3 separate regions of the Hordeum vulgare genome follow, and all the other regions are linked to region 2. Evidence: chromatin contacts called from public Hi-C data. All regions are on one chromosome and are shown on one strand. Each heading gives the region's core, a stretch centred on a gene start, on an enhancer-like site or on the middle of the called end of the contact. The rest is flanking DNA. Distances are from core to core; before and after follow the strand shown. Region 1 holds the start of LOC123447843. Region 2 holds the start of LOC123447837 (chlorophyll a-b binding protein CP26, chloroplastic). Region 3 holds the start of LOC123447836 (zinc-finger homeodomain protein 4-like).

Region 1 (4,455 bases), core at 737-3,236, 300 kb before region 2:
AAAACTGTGAAGGTGGACATGCCCTTCACACGTACGCATGGGAGCGCGAGATTGCTGGTCAGTGTGCTACACGTGGAATATGTACCAAATGAGGTTCCATGGACCTATGATGGATCGGTATATGACTTGCAGGTTGACATTGAGGATAACCATGTTGAGGATGTTAATGAGAAAAACACAGATGTAGACATGACTGACGGTGGTGATGGGAACGGTAACCAGGAGCTTGACGGGTCTCAGGGTGCCGATGGTACCATGCCGCAACCGAAGGGACAGCCCGCTCAATCTTCCGAGACACACACACCTAGAGGGTCAGGTACTTCTACTGCTCCGATGGCTTCATTATGCTTCGGCTCCTTTCAGGCGATGTCAGTACCGAGTCACCTATGGGGCGATATAGTTGATGTAGAGGATGGAGAGTATATATTTGATATTTTTGTTGAGGATGGCGGACAGTCGGAGTTACCAAGGGAGATGATTGACAGCACAGGAGGACCGGTACTGGAGATGACCCAGTCTCCAGCGCGGATATATGGCCCGTCGGCTCAGAAGGAGGTGAGGGACCACGAGAGGAGGCTCACCTAGCCTGACCAAATTCACCATGATCGCCGTCCTACTCCCCCCACCCCCAGCCCACATGGGGTAGTGGCGACTACTTTGGCACTGGCGGGATCAGGCGGGGTCATTGCACAAACAGAGGTAACGGAGGATGTCATCGCGAACGCAGCTGGGAATGTGGCAGGAGGTTACACCCCGGCTGCTATCACCACCGAGGAGGTCATCGCTTTCGGAGGGATTCCGGACCCGGATACTGCTGACAGGCGCGTCAGTCACCGGATTCAGGGCCAGCCTCATGCGGATGACCTGCAGTTGGGGCGTGCTATGAGAGCCGCCAAACTTTGAGATGTCGAAGCAACTACAGGTACTGTTTGGATCCATACCTGGTCGTTACTCACGTCTGCGGAATCCAAGGAATTTTTGGTTATTGGGTGCAACCGATGAGAGACGGCAGCACGGGCTATCTTCAATCGATATGGATGACAGCAAACTAATAGGTTAGGTGTTTAGTCATTGTAGGCTGTTATTGTTTTGCTAGATGCTGCCTGTGTCTTTACTTTATTTTTGCGGGCTCTATTCTTTGAGCTCTTATTGGACCTTGAATTTCGTGGAAATTTTTTGAGGGCGATCCTCCTTTTAAAAATAATGTAGAGCTCCATGTCCATCAGCTTAATCAGCCTCAGTGTGTTGAAGGTCAATTAACCGAGAAAATGGAAATTTTGTGCTGATATAAAATAGAAGCCGAAATTTTGTGCTGAAGGTCAATTAATCGTCATCAGCTTAATCTGTGTACTCTGTATGCACCCTTTAGTATGTATCTTGTCCAACAGTTGGTGCTTCGCCTACAATTCTATAGAGCACTTCGAAAAACTGACTGTGTGACCTTAACCTTCCGAAAGAGTACACAGATGAGATGAGCAAACTTAAGTCGGGTAGAGAGTACATGCAGGCATTTTGCCGAGCAGTTTACCTGCGTGAGCTTGGCGTTGAGGAGACCCTCGGTGTACGCGCCCTCGGCCGGGGAGCGGTTCTCGATGGCGAAGACGTCATCCTTGTACCAGAGAAGCAGGATCTCCTCCCCGTCCTGTACGATCACACGGCGCTCTCCCCGCGGGAGTGCCGCCAGCGGCACCACAGGTACCCAGCTGCTGCCCCGTCCGGTCTCCGGTGGCGCCGAGGGCTCGGCCCCGGACACATCGGTGGCGCGGCAGGTGAGCCTGGGGTGGCACCGGTTGCGCGCGTGGAAGGGAACTAGGTGGCTACGCGGGGTGGTGGTTGTTGCTGGTGACGAGGAGATACGGCGGTGGAGGAACGAGGAGGACGCGGTTGTGGTGGTAATGGCCGCCATGGGGTGGAAGTGGAATGCAGGGAGGCGTGTGGGGGCGGAGGGGTTAGGGTGGTGGAGGAGGGCGGGGTGGTTGTGTGGGGTGGAGCGTCCATGGCCATACAGCGAAGATAAAAGGACGGACACGAGGCTTCGTGACAGCGTGTGGGTGTGGGGAAGACAAGCGGACACATTTATAGGTTGCTGTCCAGTTGCGGCCTGAGTGGCCTGGAACGAGTAGCATGAACGAACCGACGACGTGGCCGAGCAACTCCAACGCGACGACCAAACCGACGCAACATTTTGTTGTTCGTCCGTTTGGATCGACCCAAGTATATTCATATTTTTATCTGAATCGACCGCGTCGTTCAACGCAAGACCGATACATTTTCCTTTGTGTAGATTAAAAAAATAAGTTTAAAACATGCGCCTAAATTTAACAAGATTATATATATATTAAACAGAAGATCAACAGTCGCCAAAGTCCACTTAAATATCCATAAACTATAAATTTGGAAACACAAAAATCCTCAAGCACACAACACGCTGCCCTAGACATAATCACCATCGGCACCATCGTCATCGCTGATGAGGTCGACGAAGGCTGACGGTAGCACAGTCCACGAAGGCTCTTCATTGATAAAAAATTGTCATTTTAAGTAGTAGGAGTATCACTTTAACCTTTGTATGCATCACTTGACTTATTGTGCAACTCATCTTTGTCCTTGAAAGACATTTCATGAGTCAAGTGACTTCAATTGGCTTAAGATTCTTGTAGTTTGACATCATTTAGATTAATGTACACACGGTGTCGTATCTTCCATCTAAGGCTCTAAGTATCTTGTTGCTGATGAATTTGTCGGTAATCTCTTCGCTTCCTAAGCCGGCAATCTCATTTGTGATAAGAGCTATCCTAAAGTACATCTCAGCGACACTTTCACCATCCTTCATCTTGAACTTGTCAAGCTGACTTTGAGGCACATCTAACTTAGATTACCTGACAGAATCAGTACCTTCGTGCATATCAATCAAAGTATTCCAAATTTCCTTTGCATACTCAAGGCGGCCGCTTTTGTAGAATTCTTCGGGGCACGAGCAGTTGACCATGATGTCAAAGGCTTGAGCATTGTATTGCAACATCTTCAATTCTTCCGCTCTCGCATCACGATCCGATCGACTCATAAATATATCTTATCTCATATTCTTATTGCAGGAATTTCATCTTTTAATAAGTTCCCTTTTCGAAGAAATCACCTTGCATGCCAATACGAACAACAGCCCAAACGACAGGATTATGACCAAGAATATGCATTTTTCATCTTATGCTTTCAACTAGCAAAGTTTGTATCATAAAAATATAGACCTTGATGAGGACATCAACACCATTGTTACACCCACAACCCTAGCTGCTATACATACTGGACCAGTTACTAGAGCTCCCGCACGACAATTGAATTACCACGTACGCCCATTTCTTGGAAATCCTTCTAATGTTCATGAACATATGATGCTGCCTAAGATAGATATTTTTGTTATACTTATGAATGAAGGACCTAGCATGGACAAGAAGGATATCCGTTGGAGCGGGATCAAGCATGCATGTAGAAGAAGGTGGACGCGCGGGAAAGAACAATGGAGCTTCCACTTGTGATTTTCGCACTTTAAAGCCACCGTAAGGAGAAAATGAAGGCTTGGAGGAAATATTCAAGACGCCACTTTATAAATTTCGTCCATAGGCTATTATAGGTGTTGTATCACCTTATTTTTGGGCCAGGCCCATGTAATTTAAAAATATCATAATGTAGGCTGTTTTTAGAGTTCTTATGTGTGGGGAAACCGAGTTTAGGGTTGTTTTTGGACCCCCTCCTCCAAGGGTCACGAAATACTCTCTCTATTCCCTCATATATACAACCCTTAGGACACCGTTTAGACTTGGGATTTGTTTAATTAAAAGTTAGCCATTGCAACTTCGTGTACTTCGTTTGTGTCCAACGACCAGACCAAGACCGCTTTCGGATCCCCACCTTATCAATACTTCATATATATTCGCAATATTCAGATTGATTTTATCATATTCTTGCTTCTTCTTCGATTGCTTGCAGGAAGAGACCTTCGTGGACAGGTTGATCGTGCTCCAGCGTGGTCAATAACCTCTTGGAGTTGGTTTAGTGATTGCTAAGGCGCAACGTCGTGCACGTTTGTAGTCGGATCGTCAAAGTCATCTCCACCAAATCAATAGCCACCATCTCATCGAAAGATCGGGACCCTCGCCTCTATCAAGCGGTATCAGATTTCCAGGTTGCTCGGTGAGATTTTACCAGTTTTTCGTAGTTAGATCGCCTCTGTTCTTCACCAATCCTAGTCTGAGTCCTTTCCGTCTTAGGTTAATTTCGAGATCCTCTTGTTTTTGATTTCGTGTTTCCTTACGTGAGCAGGTTTCGAAAAAAGAGCGCAAAAAAGAGAAAAAAAGAGAAAGAAAATCAGATTGGCTCTTCCCTTGATTACGTGTAGCGTTGTGATTTTGTTGGTGTTGTAGGCTCACGTCTCTAGTACGGTCTAGCCTAGGACCAACA
Region 2 (4,155 bases), core at 91-2,590:
GAATAGCATCTCATTCCTGACTCGTGACAAAAACTGTAATGTCATATTCTGCTATTACTCTATTTCTGACAGCTTCGGTGTTTCACGTAAATAGACCTGATAGAATGTTACAGAAAATAGATTTGTTGGTATTAATTTGAGAATCTGATCTGTACTTTAACACCAATTGTTTTGAGATTTTGATTTTTGTACAGCAAAAACTGCACTGTTTTTCTCGTATTAGACATAACTTAAGCAGTTTTGTTTTGTCATAGTTAAAAATCAAGTTGAGGCCCCGACACTACTCCCTCATCTCTCAGTTAATGCGTATGTGTTTTACTGCAGTAATATGCTAAAAAGTTTCCTGCAGATTGTAGCATAAATAGAACATAATTTGATTTGATGTTTACTTTGAAATCTTGAAGATTATGTGCAAGTTCTCTGTTTGTGGTGAGAAGGAAACTATAAGTATTATCTCACCCTCAACTTAGTCTTTGTTTCTCATGGTTGAGATTCGTCAAAGTTGCTACCTTATGGCATTTGCCATACCCAGAAGATAACTTCAAGTTGCATGCAAAAGAATGTGTATTGTTCCGATATGTTGCTCATCCTTTCCTCCTCTTCTCTATTCCAGGGACACCATTGCTGGTTTGTTTGACGAGTTGGTCGTAAACACCAAAAAGCTTGCCACCGCAACTTCAAAACAAATTGAAAAATGGCACTGAGCTGCACCACCATATATGGCTGCTGCTATTTGCTATCTTAGATGGTGATTAGTTGGATAGAGACTGCCGTGTCACATTGTAATATCCCATTTTCAACATTTGTAAGTAGGCTTGTATTCAAGTAGTGTTCTGAGGTAATAGTAGAGCTTGTTTTGAAATTCTGGAAATGTCGAACATTGTGGTAGTTAAGAAAGAAAGTTTGAACCGATGGATGCTTTTTATGATTGTTGTACATGTCGGAATATGTTCTGTTACCGGTGTTGCTCATCTCATCATCATATGTTAAAACTTGAGCCTGATTTGGTGCTGTCAAATTGTGATGGAACTCTGGGGGTGTGTGTGGGCTGAAACTCTTTTCTTGGTTCTCTCCATCTCTCATTGGATATCTGTCCCCATCCGTTATGTTTGGACCAATTGGTATCCCATGGCTCCTGATAAACGAGATAACAAGCGGCCCTAATGGCGCCACATCAGCACCCTCATCTGCCAAGTCAGCACAGCCCGCCCAATCAGGCCCAGGCAACAGATAGCCCTCCTGAACACTGAGCCAATCACAGCCTCCTCGGCCTATCCTTCACGGGCCCACAACATCCTCCAATCCTCATTTCCAACCATTTAAACTAGACCACATTTCCCTCCACAATCACCCATCACATCCTCCCTTCCTGCTGAGCTGAGCACGCCCCTCTGCTGCACGCCCCTTCTCCCTCCCAACCTTGGGCTTGAGGCAATGGCGGCGCTCGCTCCGACCAAGATGCTCGGCACCCGGCTCGACTTCGCCGGCTCCTCCAGGTATGCCACAGCGGCGCCGACTGCCGGCGCGCAGAAGATCGTCTCCCTCTTCGACCGCTTCAACAAGAAGCCTGCCCCGAAGCCGAAGCCCGCGCCCGTGGCCACCTCGAGCGCCGGCATCGACGACGAACTCGCCAAGTGGTACGGTGAGTACGAAGAAATCTGACGGAGATTGCGCTCTTTCCAGGTAACTTGTTCAGTTCTGAATATTCGTACATATGTATCTAAATATGTCTTCTATTTGTTTCAGGCCCTGACAGGAGGATCTACTTGCCCAACGGCCTCCTTGACCGGTCGGAGGTGCCGGAGTACCTCAACGGCGAGGTTCCCGGAGAGTAAGTCATAGGCCTCACTCCATTTACTCTACACACCATACATTAGTCATGCTTTGCCACAGCTCTGCGAGAGCAATCTTCATAGCACAAGACTGTTTCCTTTAGCAGCATAGTACTCCACAAGCTCTCACATGGCTGAAATGCTCATGTAAGTAAACATAAGTGATATGCATCTGAACCAATTGCTTGCTTTCCCTTTGGACTTGCAGCTACGGCTACGATCCTTTTGGTCTGGGCAAGAAGCCAGAGGACTTCGCCAAGTAAGTACAGCAGTAATCTGCATTTTGCAAGTGTGGACTAATCTGTGAAGTATTCTATCGAATTTCAGAACATATTCTCTCGACTAAGCAATCCTGCCCTACACCTCGATTCTGCAGGTACCAGGCCTTTGAGCTCATCCATGCCAGGTGGGCCATGCTCGGCGCCGCCGGATTCATCATCCCCGAGGCGCTCAACAAGTTTGGCGCGAACTGCGGCCCCGAGGCCGTTTGGTTCAAGGTAATTGCTGAATGCCGATCGTCAGTTTTCAGAGCTTCAGGTTCAGAACTTTGGAAGTTTGAATAACTCACCGTGTCATAAACAACATCCTGCAGACCGGCGCCCTGCTCCTTGACGGCAACACCCTCAACTACTTCGGCAACAGCATCCCTATCAACCTGATCCTCGCCGTCGTCGCCGAGGTCGTCCTCGTCGGAGGCGCCGAGTACTACAGGATCACCAACGGACTGGTCAGTACCCTGAAGTAGATGTGCGTTACGGCAGCCAGGCGTACGTCCTTGTACTGACCAACGGTTTCGTCAACTTCTCCGGCAGGAATTCGATGACAAGCTCCACCCAGGCGGCCCGTTCGACCCGCTCGGCCTCGCCACCGACCCCGACCAGGCGGCGCTGCTCAAGGTGAAGGAGATCAAGAACGGACGGCTGGCCATGTTCTCCATGCTGGGCTTCTTCATCCAGGCCTACGTCACCGGCGAGGGGCCCTTCGAGAACCTGTGCGCCCACCTCAGCGACCCCTTCGGCAACAACCTGCTCACCGTCATCTCCGGCGCCGCCGAGAGGGTGCCCAGCCTGTGAGCTGGCCGTTGATTGCCCGTCCGCCGCCGTCGGCTGTTGATGCTCAGCTGCATGCGTGCGTGCGATGCAGCATGATGTGCTGTGTGAATTTTACCGGGGAAAAGTATGAGAGTACGAATGTGCCGTACGTGTAAATTATCAAGGGCAGAAGAAACATGACCGTTCTGATTTCTGATGGGAGTTTCGGACCACTGCTACTTGAGTAATTTCTCAAATGTTTTCATCATCGTTCTGATTTCTGATGGGAGTTTCGGACCACTGCTACTTGAGTAATTTCTCAAATGTTTTCATCATCGTTAAGAACCAGATTGACTCTTTTTGAAACTTGATTGGTTAAGTCCTTGCATATAGATAGTGAACTTGTTATTGATTACATTATATGCATAGATAGATTACGAATATAATATTGCCGAGTTTGAAGTGCTCAAATTATGCCTAGATCTTACAGATTCTAGGCTACAGTCTTCACATATAGCAAAATTTCCATCTCAATAGCAATTTAAAAAACTTTTGAATATCGCGAGAATATAAAGACAACATGTATGCATCCTATAGACCAAAGTTGCAAATGCAAGTTGAGTCCAATAGTTGATGAACCAAAAAAAACTCAAAAATACTTCTATGAATAGTATTTTCTAAAATACCATAAAAATTGTTACTATTGACAAACAAAAAATACTCGCATGATCTCAATAGTAACAAATTTGTTTTTAGATGCACGTATTTTTGTTTCTCCATTTTTGGATTAAAATTTGATCCAAAAAAATAGACGGGAGAAGGAAAATGCATGCAATGTCAGTGTTTCCTAATTTTATTAAAGTTTTCATGATTAATAGAGGTTTGTTTTTTGACGCAATCATGATTAATAGAGGTTTTCTTTTGAGAAATATGATTAATAGAGGTGGTACTAAAGTTCATGCATGGGCCCTCTAACACACTTGTTTTTCTTTTCTTTAAGTGAGTCTAAAACACTTGTCTGTAAGGTGTCATTCCACTACCACCAATGGTCCCATAAATGTCCTTGATGCGAATGAAAAATTGGAAATTAAATGTGTACAAGCCCATGCAAATAATCTCTTACGCTGAGTCTGGTCCATGGTTCACATTGACCTATGTTTACAATGCAATGGCCCATGCTGACTTGGTCCATCAGAAAGCCCAGGTTATTCATTGTCTTGTCTCTTCTTTCCTTTGTCTCAAAAAAAAAAAAACTCCTTGCTCTAAAATAAAATCTCACCGACTCAAAAATA
Region 3 (4,299 bases), core at 1,758-4,257, 270 kb after region 2:
GCTCCGAATAGAGAAACGGGGACAGCAGCAAGTTTTCAATTTTTCACCCTCTCCCGATCCATCACTCTCACGCTTCCAAATTCTTGACAAGGATCTCTCTTCCCTTTTCATTGTCTTTGTGGCTTGTGAGTGGTGAATTCACATCGCCGGATCAGATCAGGCATGCATGCATGCATGCATGCAGGCCGGCAGGCCACAGTAACAGCAAGCACCGACAGGAGCTGCAGATTAAGCATGCAGATCATGTCATGACTCACGAACAGTGCGCATGAAAGATACAAGACCTGGGGAGAGATTGCATCTCATGTTCTCTCTTTTATTTATTTATTTTTTATTTATCATGCATTCAAGATTAAGCCCGGGAAAAGTGCAGGTAAAACGGAGAAACTCTAAACAAGTCAGAATTGATTTCATGCAACCTCTGATCTGGTCCATGACAACTCAGATGCTCAGCTCAACAGGCACTGCTAGACTTCAAGTCAGAGACACCAACCAACCAAGGAGACGAAGAAGGGGAGGGAAAAATAAATTGAAATTGAGTGGAGCTCAGTTCGGATCACCTATGTCCCCCCTCTCATGCTTGCTCCCCAACCTTATGACAAGATAAACAGCAAAAGGAAGAAAAAAAAATTGGAGACGACGATAAACTCGAGTTTGTTTCTGGTTCTCTTCTCTTCTCTCTGCTTCGATCGATCGCTTCGATGGAACAGTGAAATTAATGGCAATGCGGCTTACTAACGCTAGTGGTAGAATCAGCAACCATGGCGCCGTTGACGGACAGGCACCACGGTTAATTTCATCTTCTTTGTGCCGTCAGTCGAGCTTGAGCTCCCCGTGTGGGGAGCTCGGGCCGCGGTGGCCCGAAGGCCCGGGCTGCGACGGCGGCGGCACTTGCATCGGCATTGACATGCCCAGCGGCATCGGCATTGACATCGCCACCGGCATTGGCTGCGGCGGCGAGGTAGGGGGCGGCCTACTGGCGAGGTTGTGCTTGTTGTTGTGCATCCAGACCTTGAGGACGCGGCGCTTGACGCCGATCTCCTGGCAGAAGTGCTGCACCATGGCGTCGTCCAGCTTCTGGAGGCGCCACCCCACGCCCTCCGCGAACTCCAGCATGCGCCCCTTCTGCTCGGCGGTGAACTTGGTGCGGAAGCGCTTCTTGGACGAGGAGGAGCCGCCGCCGCCGCCTGAGGCTAGCCCGCCCCTGCCGTCGCCCATGATGCCGTCCATCTCGTCCGACTCGGACGTCTGGATCATGTTGAGCGGCATGATGATCTGGTGGTGGTGTCCAGGCAGTGGGGGCGGAGGCGGGGGGAGCGCGCGTGCCGCGGCGTAGGCGCCGTAGTGGTCCGCGGTGACGAGGAGGCCCCCGCTGCTTTTGTGGTGGTGCGAGTGCGACACGGCGGGGCCGAGCAGGCGGCGGACGGCGTGGTGCCCGTAGCCGTAGCCGTGCGAGGCGCAGCTGTCGCCGTCCAAGTCGTCGAGCTCCTTGCGGTGGAAATTGCGGTGGCAGCCGCAGGCGGAGCACTTGAGCGCCTCCAGCGAGCCCTCCTCGCCGCTGGGCATGAACTCGCCGCACCCGTCGGTGGCGTTGCCGCCGATGGCCGCCGCGTGGTTCTTGAGGCACTCCCGGTACTTGACCGCCGGCCCTCCCCCGCCTCCGCCGGCAATGGCCGCCGCGCGCTTCTTCCCGGAGCTGTCCTCCGACACAGCAGCAGGCGGCGAGGCCATGTCCTGCGCCTGGGGCTGGGACTGGCCGTTATGGTTGGCGTGGTCGTGGTGGAGGTCCATGGCATGGTCGGCGACGGCGACGCCCCCGCCGCCGATGCCGCCTCCATAGGGCGAGGCGGCGGCGGCGTGCATTGGGATCGGGAACTCCCCTCGGGGCACAGAAAGATCCATCCTTTCCCCCTCCTCCCTGTCCGGAAGGAAGCTTCTCGCTGGTGGCTCTGCCGCTGCTGCTTCTGTTCGCCTTCTCTGCAGCTGCACAATGGAAACCATGAGAGAGGGCAAGAAAAGGCCAATGGCGCCTCCAACTCAACGCCAACAAAAATTCAGTGTTTCTCGGGACTCTCAATACAAGGCAGTAAAGAAAAGAGAGAAGAAAAAGGAAGGCGATGTGTGCGTGAGAGAGAGAGAGAGAGAGAGGGAGAGGTGCATGGTGTGGTGTGGTGTGGGATCTTGGGGACCTTATCAAGAAGATGCTAGCGGCGCCACTTGCAAACCCCCAACCCCAAGCACACATACATAATCTAGCTAGCTAGCTGCTCAATTACACCATACAAATACAAACACAAATACCCAATAAATAAATGCAAAATACTACACAACAATATCCTGCTCCTGCGTGGCCTAGCTTAGCCTCTACTTTGCTGGGCTCATCCTCTTGCCCATGCAAACAAGATTAGAAGGGAGGAAGGAAAGGAGGGGAAGCTTTAGAAGAAGAAGAAGAAGAAGAAGGCTGCTGCTATGCTAGCTGTACTCACTCGCAACGAGGATGGATGGATGGATGATGATGAACAGTGGGGCTGTTCTTGGCTTGGCAAAGCGGGCGAGCGAGCGATCGAGCGAGGGGTTAGTCGTGGACGCGAGTTTTACTAGTTACTACGAGTACTAGTAGTAGCAGCAGCAGCAGAGGCAAGCAAGCTGCTAGTGGTGGTGCTAGGAGATGTTTTTTCTGTGTGGAATGGATGGACTAATGTATGGACCAGCCTGCTTCCTTTGACCTCTCTCCCCTCCCCCCTCTTCCTCTCCCACACACCACACCACCAAGGAGTCAAGGACTAAGAGCTAGCTAAGCATGGGGGGAGGAGGAGGAGCTTCATGGACAGTTTTTCTCCTCTTCTACTGCACTGCTTGTACAGTGAAGGAGGAGAGAGAGGTGAGAAGAGAAGAGACCAAAAGCAAACGAACCTTGGTGTTTGTCAAGGGGTAATCAAGAGGACAAGGAAGGAAGGAGCAAGGCCTCCAGCCTTTGCAGCTTCCACCATGGCACTGAGGTGACCAGGGCGTCTAGGGCCTAGGGCCTATGGCCTAGGGGCTAAAGCCACATCCACAGCGCAGAGCGGCAATACTACAAGGAAAATAATGCTCCTAGTGTAAAGTATGGAGATTGTTGAGGATCTGTCTGTGCTGTGCTTATTAGCCAGAGGAGCGAGCGAGAGAGAGAAGGGATAAGTGAAGGAAGCTTGGGCAGATGGCAAGGTGTGCTAGGCTGTGTTTCTTCTAGTGCTCGCTCGCCCGTGCTGTAAATAATAACCCAAAAGAAAGAAGAGAATGGATGTGTGTGTAGTGTCTGGCGCTTGCTTTGCTTGCACTATCAGGAAACCAAGCAAGCTCTCGTCTCGTGCAGCAGTACTTGATAGAGTGATGGAGGGAGCGGGTTGTGCTGTGTCAGAAGCAAACCGAGAGAGAGAGAGAGAGAAGGTGAAGGGAACAGCACCGGTGGCATGCCTCCACTCCACTCCACTCCACTCCACTGTGCCCGTCATCCCCTGCTTGTTTCTTTTCGACGCCCCTTCCCGTTTCTCTCTCATCACAGCCAGCGAGCCAAAGAACAGGGAAGGACGGATGGATCGATTTAGGTTAGGCGCTCACTTAATCAATGCTCTCATGGGCTCTATGCATTGCATTGCATTCATTCACAAGCTCTCGCCTCGTGCTGCTGGCTACTCGTAGTATGCATTTATATTTCTCATGCATAAGCAAGCGCTACCCTCATCAAATCCCGCTGTCGGAAGATACTCCTACCTGCAATTCATTCATCGTGGACGCTCATCTCCCCTGATCGCGCCTCATAACTGCTACGGCCGCGGCTAATCGGCTACCAAGTACCAACGGCGCTTGTCTCTTCACAAGTTCACATGGGAATTAAACGTCGCGCCAGGACGTAAACTCAACATGTTATCGTCAGGAAGAAGAAGAAGAAGAAAAAAAACAGGACGAGAAAAAAGAAGAAGAAGCCAGGAGTAGGATGCTTTCTGCCTTTGTGGTGCGAATTGTGCCACGCGATTAAGCAGGATGCATGCAATGCAAGCAACAAAAAGGAGGGAGGGGTATTAGCGGCCTCGGTCGTCAGGCTTTAGCAGGGCGTATATAGTGGGTTTGTCTGTATCACACAGGATGCACCATTGTGGCCTAGGAGTTGACCACCACACCCCCCACTGTCCTAATCATAACCCCCCATGACCAAACCACTAACCAATCATCCGTCTCACGCTTGCTAGAAATGTGCAAAGGGTAAAAACAGCGCTCCGATTTGCAGGGCTCTGAACATGACACAAGGCTAGCTGATTAGAG

What was found. Hi-C and Micro-C count contacts between places; a contact is called where the count stands out from the background.
Region 1: a Hi-C map of leaf shows a contact between it and region 2, with 4 times the contacts expected there. The contact joins the promoter of LOC123447843 here to the promoter of LOC123447837 in region 2. A contact is called at or near these places in 4 of 6 Hi-C or Micro-C datasets (leaf and seedling).
Region 3: a Hi-C map of leaf shows a contact between it and region 2, with 4 times the contacts expected there. The contact joins the promoter of LOC123447836 here to the promoter of LOC123447837 in region 2. A contact is called at or near these places in 4 of 6 Hi-C or Micro-C datasets (leaf and seedling) and 1 of 1 datasets of contacts at active chromatin or transcription factors (embryo).

The regions. Positions count from the first base shown.
Region 1 is chr4H:52,113,629-52,118,083 of MorexV3_pseudomolecules_assembly, reverse strand. LOC123447843 reads right to left here and starts at 1,986. Exons shown (of 3, transcript XM_045124538.1): 1 at 1,529-1,986. The coding sequence starts at 1,906.
Region 2 is chr4H:51,815,745-51,819,899 of MorexV3_pseudomolecules_assembly, reverse strand. It overlaps LOC123447837 (chlorophyll a-b binding protein CP26, chloroplastic), which reads left to right and starts at 1,340. Exons shown (of 6, transcript XM_045124530.1): 1 at 1,340-1,642; 2 at 1,747-1,831; 3 at 2,041-2,091; 4 at 2,209-2,329; 5 at 2,425-2,559; 6 at 2,645-3,080. The coding sequence starts at 1,435. The coding sequence ends at 2,905. It overlaps LOC123447838 (protein TRIGALACTOSYLDIACYLGLYCEROL 5, chloroplastic), which reads left to right. Exons shown (of 3, transcript XM_045124531.1): 3 at 614-912. The coding sequence ends at 704.
Region 3 is chr4H:51,547,219-51,551,517 of MorexV3_pseudomolecules_assembly, reverse strand. LOC123447836 (zinc-finger homeodomain protein 4-like) reads right to left here and starts at 3,007. Exons shown (of 2, transcript XM_045124529.1): 1 at 2,914-3,007; 2 at 391-1,983. The coding sequence starts at 1,902. The coding sequence ends at 814.